Linked DNA regions of Mus musculus: region 2 is linked to region 1. The links are chromatin contacts, called in public HiChIP or PLAC-seq maps. All regions are on one chromosome and are shown on one strand. The core of a region is the stretch at or near the end of the contact, and the rest is flanking DNA. Distances in the headings are between cores, read along the strand shown.

Region 1 (3,785 bases), core at 340-2,839:
TAACTATAGTTTAATTTTATCACAGAATGTGGCTTGTTATATTAACTATAAGTTTTCTCCGAGGACATACTTTTTTCCAACTCTTGTTGGAAGTAGATTTTTTTTATTCCTCACATAGTACATCCTGGTTATGGTTTCTCCTCCCTTTACTCCTGGAGAGATGCTTGACCAGAAGACGTTTATTCTTAGCGGTTTATCACTTTCAACTCAGTCAATACCCTGCTGGAATGAGAACCCAATCTCATCTAGGATGGGTAGAGGTGGGCTCACCCTCTACACACAAGCAAAGATGTAAATTGGACACACATATGTTAAAACACAAGAAACCAGCCATACACAGTATTTCCTCTTTTTTTTTTTTTTTTTTTTTTTTACTTTTGAGACCAGAATTTCCGTGGCTTATCCCGGCCTGGTGTGTTGCTGAGGATAACCTTGAACCTCCGATCTTGCTGCCACCTCCCAAGTTCTGGGATCACAGCCTCTGCCGTTGTAAGCGGTTTGAAGTGTTCCACTCTTCATAGAGAGTAGCAAGGGGGACTTCATAGTTGAGTGTCCCAAGCTAAAGTTGTGTGTGCTGTATGTCTAGTTTGGCCATAGTTTTGCCCTGCCACATTGAATACGGTTTTATCTCTCAGCATTTGAAAGGCAGGCAGGTGTGTGGAGGAGGGAGCAAAGGCGGCACGCCTGGTCAGACTCCTGGTGTCTTAGGGTTTTACTGCTGTGAACACACACCATGACCAAGGCAACTCTCATAAGGACAATATTTAGTTAGGGCTGGCTTACAGGTTCAGAGGTTCACTCCATTGTCATCAAGGTGGGAGCATGGCAGCATCCAGGCAGGCATGGCACAGGCAGAGCTGAAAGTTCTACAGCGTCATCTGAAGGCTGCTAGTGGAAGACTGGCTTCCAGGGAGGTAGAATGAAGTTCTTAAAGCCCACACCCACAGTGACACACCTACTCTAACAAGGCCACACCTTCTTCAACAGGGCCATACCTTCTAATAGTGCCACTCCCCGGGCAGAGCATTTACAAACCATCACACCCGGTGTAATCTCTGAGTAATGGGGCTTCTGCTTTGTCCATAAGCATTGTGAGTCAGCTGACAGTGTTAGGAAATGGACCTCTGTGAAGGAGCAGAATTTCTATATCCATGTGGTACCCCATGGGCATATCAAGTTGTCTGAGACCACTGAATTACAGATAGCAGGGTGAGTGTACGGGCCATGCGGTCCTACATTACAGTTGGTCCTTATGCATTGAAAGGATACACCTACCCGTTTAATTGTCACAAAGTTTTATTTCCAAAATATAAACAAAATAAATAGGGCAGGATATTGAAAAGGTTTCATGAAAGAGTCTGAAGCTGCTTGATACATCTGGTCAGGCGGCAGCTTTAAGTCTCAATGACAGAGTTCTAGGACGTACACATTTGTACACCTGAGGCCCCCTAACCCCTGCCACATGCTAAGTGCTTGTGAAACATACCTGTGTGCTAGGAACCGAGATCATTGCATGGTACAGGGAGGCTGAAGCACAGGACCAACCGTGCTTGCAGGGTTCCTGCTGTAGTGTGGGCGTGCAGTGTGCTGATGCAGAAGAATGAACACCTCAGAGTGCAGCTGAACGGCACAGAGAAACGGTGAAGTGAGCTGTTGCCCCGTCTCTGGGCTTTGTTCAGTCTTATTTCAGATAACTCTGCAACAGTTTGGCGAAGTGCATTCTATAGAGTAGAAAACACATGTTTAAAGGTAGAAGACAAGAGAAGATTCTAGAGAATTTTGAGCATCATTTCCTACACCATTAGCACTCTGTGCCATAGACCCAACCCGGGACACTTCCCCTAGTTAAGACCTCCCCCTCTGAACTGCATTGGTGGGACACTTCCACTTTTAATCCTTAAATCGCAAGGACATTGAGCTCAGTAGTGTTCTGTCCCTTTCTGTTAGTGTATGAGACGTAGGAGGTTAGGTGTCATCAAGTGGGCAGTGAACAAAGCCTAAGGTTTCTGCCAGCTGTAAACAACTCGGCATCCTGTTGTTTGAACAGAAATATCTCAGTGAATGTGTGTGTGTGCTAAAAGTAGATTCCCTCAGGTTTTTGTTTTTTTGTCAGAATAGGGGTGGAGTCATTGAACAGGAAGAAAAGGGATCCGGTAAACAGGAATTGCTGCTGAGAGATGGGTTGAGGGGAAGATGGGATCCTTGTGAGAATGAAGAGGGCCCTCCCCCACCCCCCTTCAGTCACTGCTGTGGGAAGAGACCTGAAGTTTGCTAGCACTGCATGGTGCAGCTCACAAGATTCGGAAGTTACTTCAGTTGATCCCCACAGATTAGGCAGTTGTGTTTAATTGTAATAGTCTCAGTGCTTACGCTGTGAGGCTCATTTTCTTAGTTTGCTTTTGTTTTTGTGTTTTTGAGACAGGGTTTCTCTGTGTCGTCTTAGCTGTGCTGGAACTCACTCTGTAGATCAGGCTGGATCCACCTGCCAGTGCCTCCCAAGTGCTGGGATCAGAGCCAGTTTTGTTGCTTGTTCTTTCTCTCTCTCTTTTCTTTTATTTTCAGTTTCTTTTATTACATTGTGTGTGTGTGTGTGTGTGTGTGTGTGTGTGTGTTTGTGTGTGTGTGTATGCATGGGCCTCATGTAGAGGTCAAAAGAGAACTTGCAGGAGTTGTCATGTGGGTCCTGGGGATTGAACTCAGGATGTCAGGCTTGGTGGTAAGTGTCTTTACTGGCTGAGTCCGTCAACATTGTCTTGTTAGGTAGCCAAGGTTGGTCTCACTCCTAATCTTCCCATCTGAGATCCACAGGTATGTGCCACCATGACTGGTTTTGTTTTTGTTTTTAATAAAAATATTTTTATTTTAGTATTGCTAGTAAAGTCTCAGTAGTAAGATAGCCATCTTTTTTAGTGTTTACATACATATGTTCAAGAAGGTTGAGAAAGTGGCAGGTGAGATACTTAAAAAACAATTTTATCTTCCCAAAAAAAGGAAGAAAAAAAAAGCAAGAAAAAGAAAGAAAGAAAAAGAAAAATCAAAACCTGAGACATCTTTCACTCTGGAGCAGCAGTTTTTGGAAGTTGGATATTAATCCCACTAATATTGTCATTTCTAAAATAACTTTGTGATGTGTCTCTTGAAATCACCAGATGCTAGGTTGTGGTAACAGCTCCATGTGTCAAAAACACCAAGAGTTCAGGGTGTGCTGCAGTCTGGGGAAACAACTGGATAAATAGGGTGGTAGTGTAGAGGACTGTTGTAATTATGGGGAAGCTCCGTGAGATGCTGTCAGCATCAGGTCCAGTAGATGAGATAGGAAACAGTATAAGAAAATGCTTTACTAGCCGGGCAGTGGTGGCGCATGCCTTTAATCCCAACACTTGGAAGGCAGACGCAGGCGGATTTCTGAGTTTGAGGCCAGCCTGGTCTACAGAGTGAGTTCCAGGACAGCCAGGGCTACACAGAGAAACCCTGTCTCAAAAAAACCAAAAAAAAAAAAAAAAAAAAAAAAAGAGAGAGAGAGAGAGAGAGAGAGAGAGAGTGCTTTACTATGAAGGCTGGGAGGAGAGAGTCAGCTGATGACAACTACATACATTGTTTAAGGAAATCTGTAAGCACTGATGTTGAATCAGTGCATACGTAAGTGTTCTCTCCATACAGCAAAAGTGTGTAAGTATTCAAAACGATTTTAAAGCAGTATGAAGAATGACTCCCTTCTGTGTGTCCATTCTCTAGCACCCTTTCACATACTTGAGAAAGTCTCATGATGCTAGTCATTTGCTTAA
Region 2 (3,785 bases), core at 421-2,920, 180 kb before region 1:
CCAACTCAGCAAGCATCAGTTGACAGACAATCTTATTTCATCTCTCTCTTCATTACTAACCCCCATCCCCAGGACACCCTATCTCTATGGTATAAAACACATGACATCTTTTTCTTATCGTAACCGCTTGGCCAGTATTTACCCTAAACAATTAATACTTTGACTAATCACTATCCAAAAGTTGAGTTGTCTCCTAACTTTTTAAAAATACTTATTGATTTATTATATGTAAGTGCACTGTAGCTGTCTTCAGACACCCCAGAAGAGGGCATCAGATCTCATCATGAATGGTTGTGAGCCACCATGTGGTTGCTGGGATTTGAACTCAGGATCTTCTAAAGGGCGGTTAGTGCTCTTAACCGCTGAGCCATCTCTCCAGCCCAACTTTTTTAAGTGTTGGAAAATCCAAATTAGCTTCACACCTCTTTGGTGACTCTTTGAGGCTTTTTATTACGTCTTAACTGCTCATTCGTTAACAAAACTGGGTTGCTTGTCCCATAAAACTTCTGTCATGTATCTTCTGTCTCTCTTCACTGATACTGTTTGACATTTTCTGACATCGTTTTATTTCTACACGTCGTCAGTGGGAGTCGGAGCTGGGTCTGTGTCATGCTGAGTTCTGTGGCAAGGCTACTTCACAAATTCGCTAGGACTGCTGTAACAAAACACTACAAGCTGGTGGCTTAAATAGCAGCGAGGTAGATGTGTCTCTCCATGTGTGTCTTGTGGGCCCGTCTGTACCTGTGTCCCGACAACCTCTTCTCATAATGAGCATACTCATGTTCCTTTATTTTTGTTTTGTGATGCTAAAAACTAAGCCCATAGCTTCATGCATGCCAGGGAAAGGCTTAACAACTGAGCAACATGCTAACCCTAATTTCTTCTTAAAATCTCCTTAAAGGTTGGGTATATGGCTTCCTGGGTAAAATGCTTTCTTTCTGTGCAAGCATGAGGCCCAGAGTTCAGATGCTCAGAACACACATAAAAGCTGCACATGGTGGGATATGTCTGGAACCCCAATGCTAGGAGGGGAGGGTGGAGACACAGATTCCAACCAGAACACTTTAGGTTAAGGGGGAATAACTTTTTAAAATCCCAATATTGGGGTTGGAGAGTTGGCTCAGTGGTTTAGAGCACTGACTGCTCTGCTAGAGGTCCTGAGTTCAATTTCCAGCAACCACATAGTGGCTCACAACCATCTGTAATGGGATTTGATGCCCTCTTCTGGTGTGTGTCTGAAGATAGCTTGTGTACTCATATAAATCAATCAATCAATCAATCTTTAAGAAACTCCCAATATCAGTGGAGTTAGGATTCCTCGGTGACATCATTTGAATGTCTACCTCCAGAGGCAGTCACATGCTGAAGTCCATGCTAGGTCTTTACTGTGTAAGTCTGGAAAGGAGAATGGGAAGGCGTTCAATGATAGAGCCCGTGCTTAGCTTGCAGGAGAGTCTGGGTTCCATCCTCAGAACCATTTAATGATCTCTAGAAAGGGCCTAGCTTCTCCCATCACAAGGCACATAACCTAAGAGGCACATACGATCTACGCATTCTGCTTGCGATGCTCCTGGTGGCCTCTTAGCACCAGTGCATAGATGCAGTAACTGTTTAGGCCTCACATGGGGGTGGTGCCTCCATTTCTGTTACTCCTTTTGTATTCATAAGCTGGAGAACTTGGATTTCCTCTTTTAAAGTCACCTCACTTTCTGTGTGGTTATATGGTGGTGTGCTGTGTGTTGCAAAAGTGGAACTCACATGACTTTATTTCCTCCTATTTTCTGTTTTCAAAGTTAGTTCACTGGAATGCTCCAAAAAGGGCCTCTGTACTGATTTGTTTTGGTGTTGGGGATGGAACCCAAGGCCTCCTGGTTACTAAGCAAATGCTCTGTCTCTGGCCCACAAAATCTCTCTCTCTCTCTCTTTTTTAAAAAGAATTATTTATTTTCTGTCTATGAATACATTGTTGCTACCTTCAGACACACCAGAAGGGGGCATCAGATTCCATTACAGATGGTTGTGAGCCACCACTTGGTTGCTGGGAATTGAACTCAGAACCTCTGGAAGAGGTTAAGCCAGTGTTCTTAACCGCTGAGCCATCTCTCCAGCCCCAAAATCTCTTCAAGTCTGACTCCTCCAGTTCCTTTCGACTTGAGAGGGTGTTTTTTGTTTTGTTTTGCTTTGCTTTGCTTTGCTGTTATGGGGTGAGTGGATATAAAGATGTGAGTGCACATTTTCAGAGGTCAGGGGGCAGCTTTGTGAAATCTGGTCTCTCCTTCCATCTTTACATGAGTGTGTAGGTAAAACTTAGATAATCACATTTACTGTGCAATCACTTTTACCTGCTGAGCCATCTCTCCAGCCCTACAGTGAGTTTTGACAACTCTTTTGCTGTCTGGTCTTGCTGCATGGCCTGTTGAGATGCTTCAGGTTCATCTATTTCATCTCGTTCTCCAAAGCTATAGTTAGCCATTTCTCCAAGATGCCCTGATTGCTTTTGGTGTGAAGGTATTTGGAGAATCTGAACACTTAGCCCGGTGTAGGATGTATGCTTGTTTTCTTTTGGCACTCCGAAGACTGAGGCAAGACTGAGGCCAATTGGGGGGTTACGGAGTAAGTTTAAGAACAGCCCGAGCTACACAATGTGATCTAGTCCCTAAAACAAACTAAAAGAATCTAAGTACTAACGTGTGATGGTTTGTATATGTGTGGCCCAGGGATTGGCACTCTTAGAAGGTGTGGCCCAGTTTGAGTAGGTGTGTCACTGTGGGTGTGGCCTTTAAGACCCTCACCCTAGCTGCTTGGAGGTCAGTCTCCTCATAGCAGCCTTCAGATGAAGATATAGAACTCTCAGCTCCGCCTCCACCATGCCTGCCTGGATGCTGTCATGCTCTCACCTTGATGATAATGGACTGAATCTCTGAACCTGCAAGCCAGCCCCAACTAAATGTTTTATAAGAGTTGCCTTGGTCATGGTGTCTGTTTATAGTAGTAAAACCCTATCTAAAACATAAGGGAATTTTCAGCTACTGAATTGGCCCTTATGTTTAGGTCTTTGCAGTGAAGAGAATATGGGGGAAAATAAATATACAACTACAATCCATGTAGTAGTAATGGTGTGGGGGTGTGCACGTGTGCACGCGCGTGCACATGCACGCATGGGCGTGAACATGATGAGTGATATTGTAATAAACTTCAGAGACTTTCATCTCTTTTACATCTGTAATGCCCCCCCCACCTCCTCCAAGAATTTTCGTACTCATTCAAAGCAGGAATGATTGAATGAGAATCTCACTTTGTTTTTCATTTGCTCCAACCCATAATATATCAGATCCATAATACAGAATCAGAGTAAAAATATTAAAATACTTCCACCAAAATTTGTGCTGTTGTTTTTGGTCCAATAATATAATCCACTAGAGGTTATAAAAGCATCCATAAGTCCAGTCCATATGTCTGATGCCCCTGCGGTGCTTTGAATGCCTTACCTAGAGCACTTGAGGACTTGGGTTCATCCCCAGGGCTGTGGAATAATTCTTGCCTTTGGTTAAACCATAAACTGGAAACAGGCTCAGGTTTAAACAATTTTATATTTAAAATGACTTATTTTGGAATAAGGAATGGTATAACCATGGCCCCATGCCATGACGTCTTCCTGTTTTTGTTCTTGATGTTGTCATGACCATATGTGTCGAGGTGGATCTGAGGAGGAGGTACCGCCCCGGTGGTGTCTTACTGAACAGCTGCAAAGAGCAGCTTAGCTTCTGGGAGAAATGTCTTGAAGG

Evidence for each region. HiChIP or PLAC-seq counts read pairs in DNA pulled down with a chosen protein or histone mark.
Region 2: an H3K4me3 HiChIP or PLAC-seq map of bone marrow-derived macrophages shows a contact between it and region 1, with 5 times the contacts expected there. The contact joins two enhancer-like sites. A contact is called at or near these places in 1 of 15 datasets of contacts at CTCF or cohesin (the NIH/3T3 cell line), 3 of 484 Hi-C or Micro-C datasets (bone marrow-derived macrophages, cerebral cortex and forebrain), 6 of 115 datasets of contacts at active chromatin or transcription factors (bone marrow-derived macrophages, embryonic stem cells, extraembryonic endoderm stem cells and 1 more) and 1 of 9 other capture datasets (embryonic stem cells).

Annotation. Positions count from the first base shown.
Region 1 is chr3:79,251,410-79,255,194 of GRCm38.p6, reverse strand. It overlaps 4921511C10Rik (RIKEN cDNA 4921511C10 gene), which reads right to left. Exons shown (of 3, transcript NR_045502.1): 3 at 1,282-1,721. It also overlaps a transcript of Rapgef2 not described here. Among named protein-coding and RNA genes, the nearest start is that of 6430573P05Rik, 34 kb to the left of the region's middle. Within about 2 kb of position 1,589, at least 101 of the 459 cell types and tissues checked have an H3K27ac peak or open chromatin away from gene starts, as enhancers often do. A contact at or near this core is called in bone marrow-derived macrophages, where this site is marked.
Region 2 is chr3:79,436,371-79,440,155 of GRCm38.p6, reverse strand. It overlaps a transcript of Gm17359 not described here. Among named protein-coding and RNA genes, the nearest start is that of Gm36442, 74 kb to the left of the region's middle. Within about 2 kb of position 1,670, at least 31 of the 459 cell types and tissues checked have an H3K27ac peak or open chromatin away from gene starts, as enhancers often do. A contact at or near this core is called in bone marrow-derived macrophages, where this site is marked.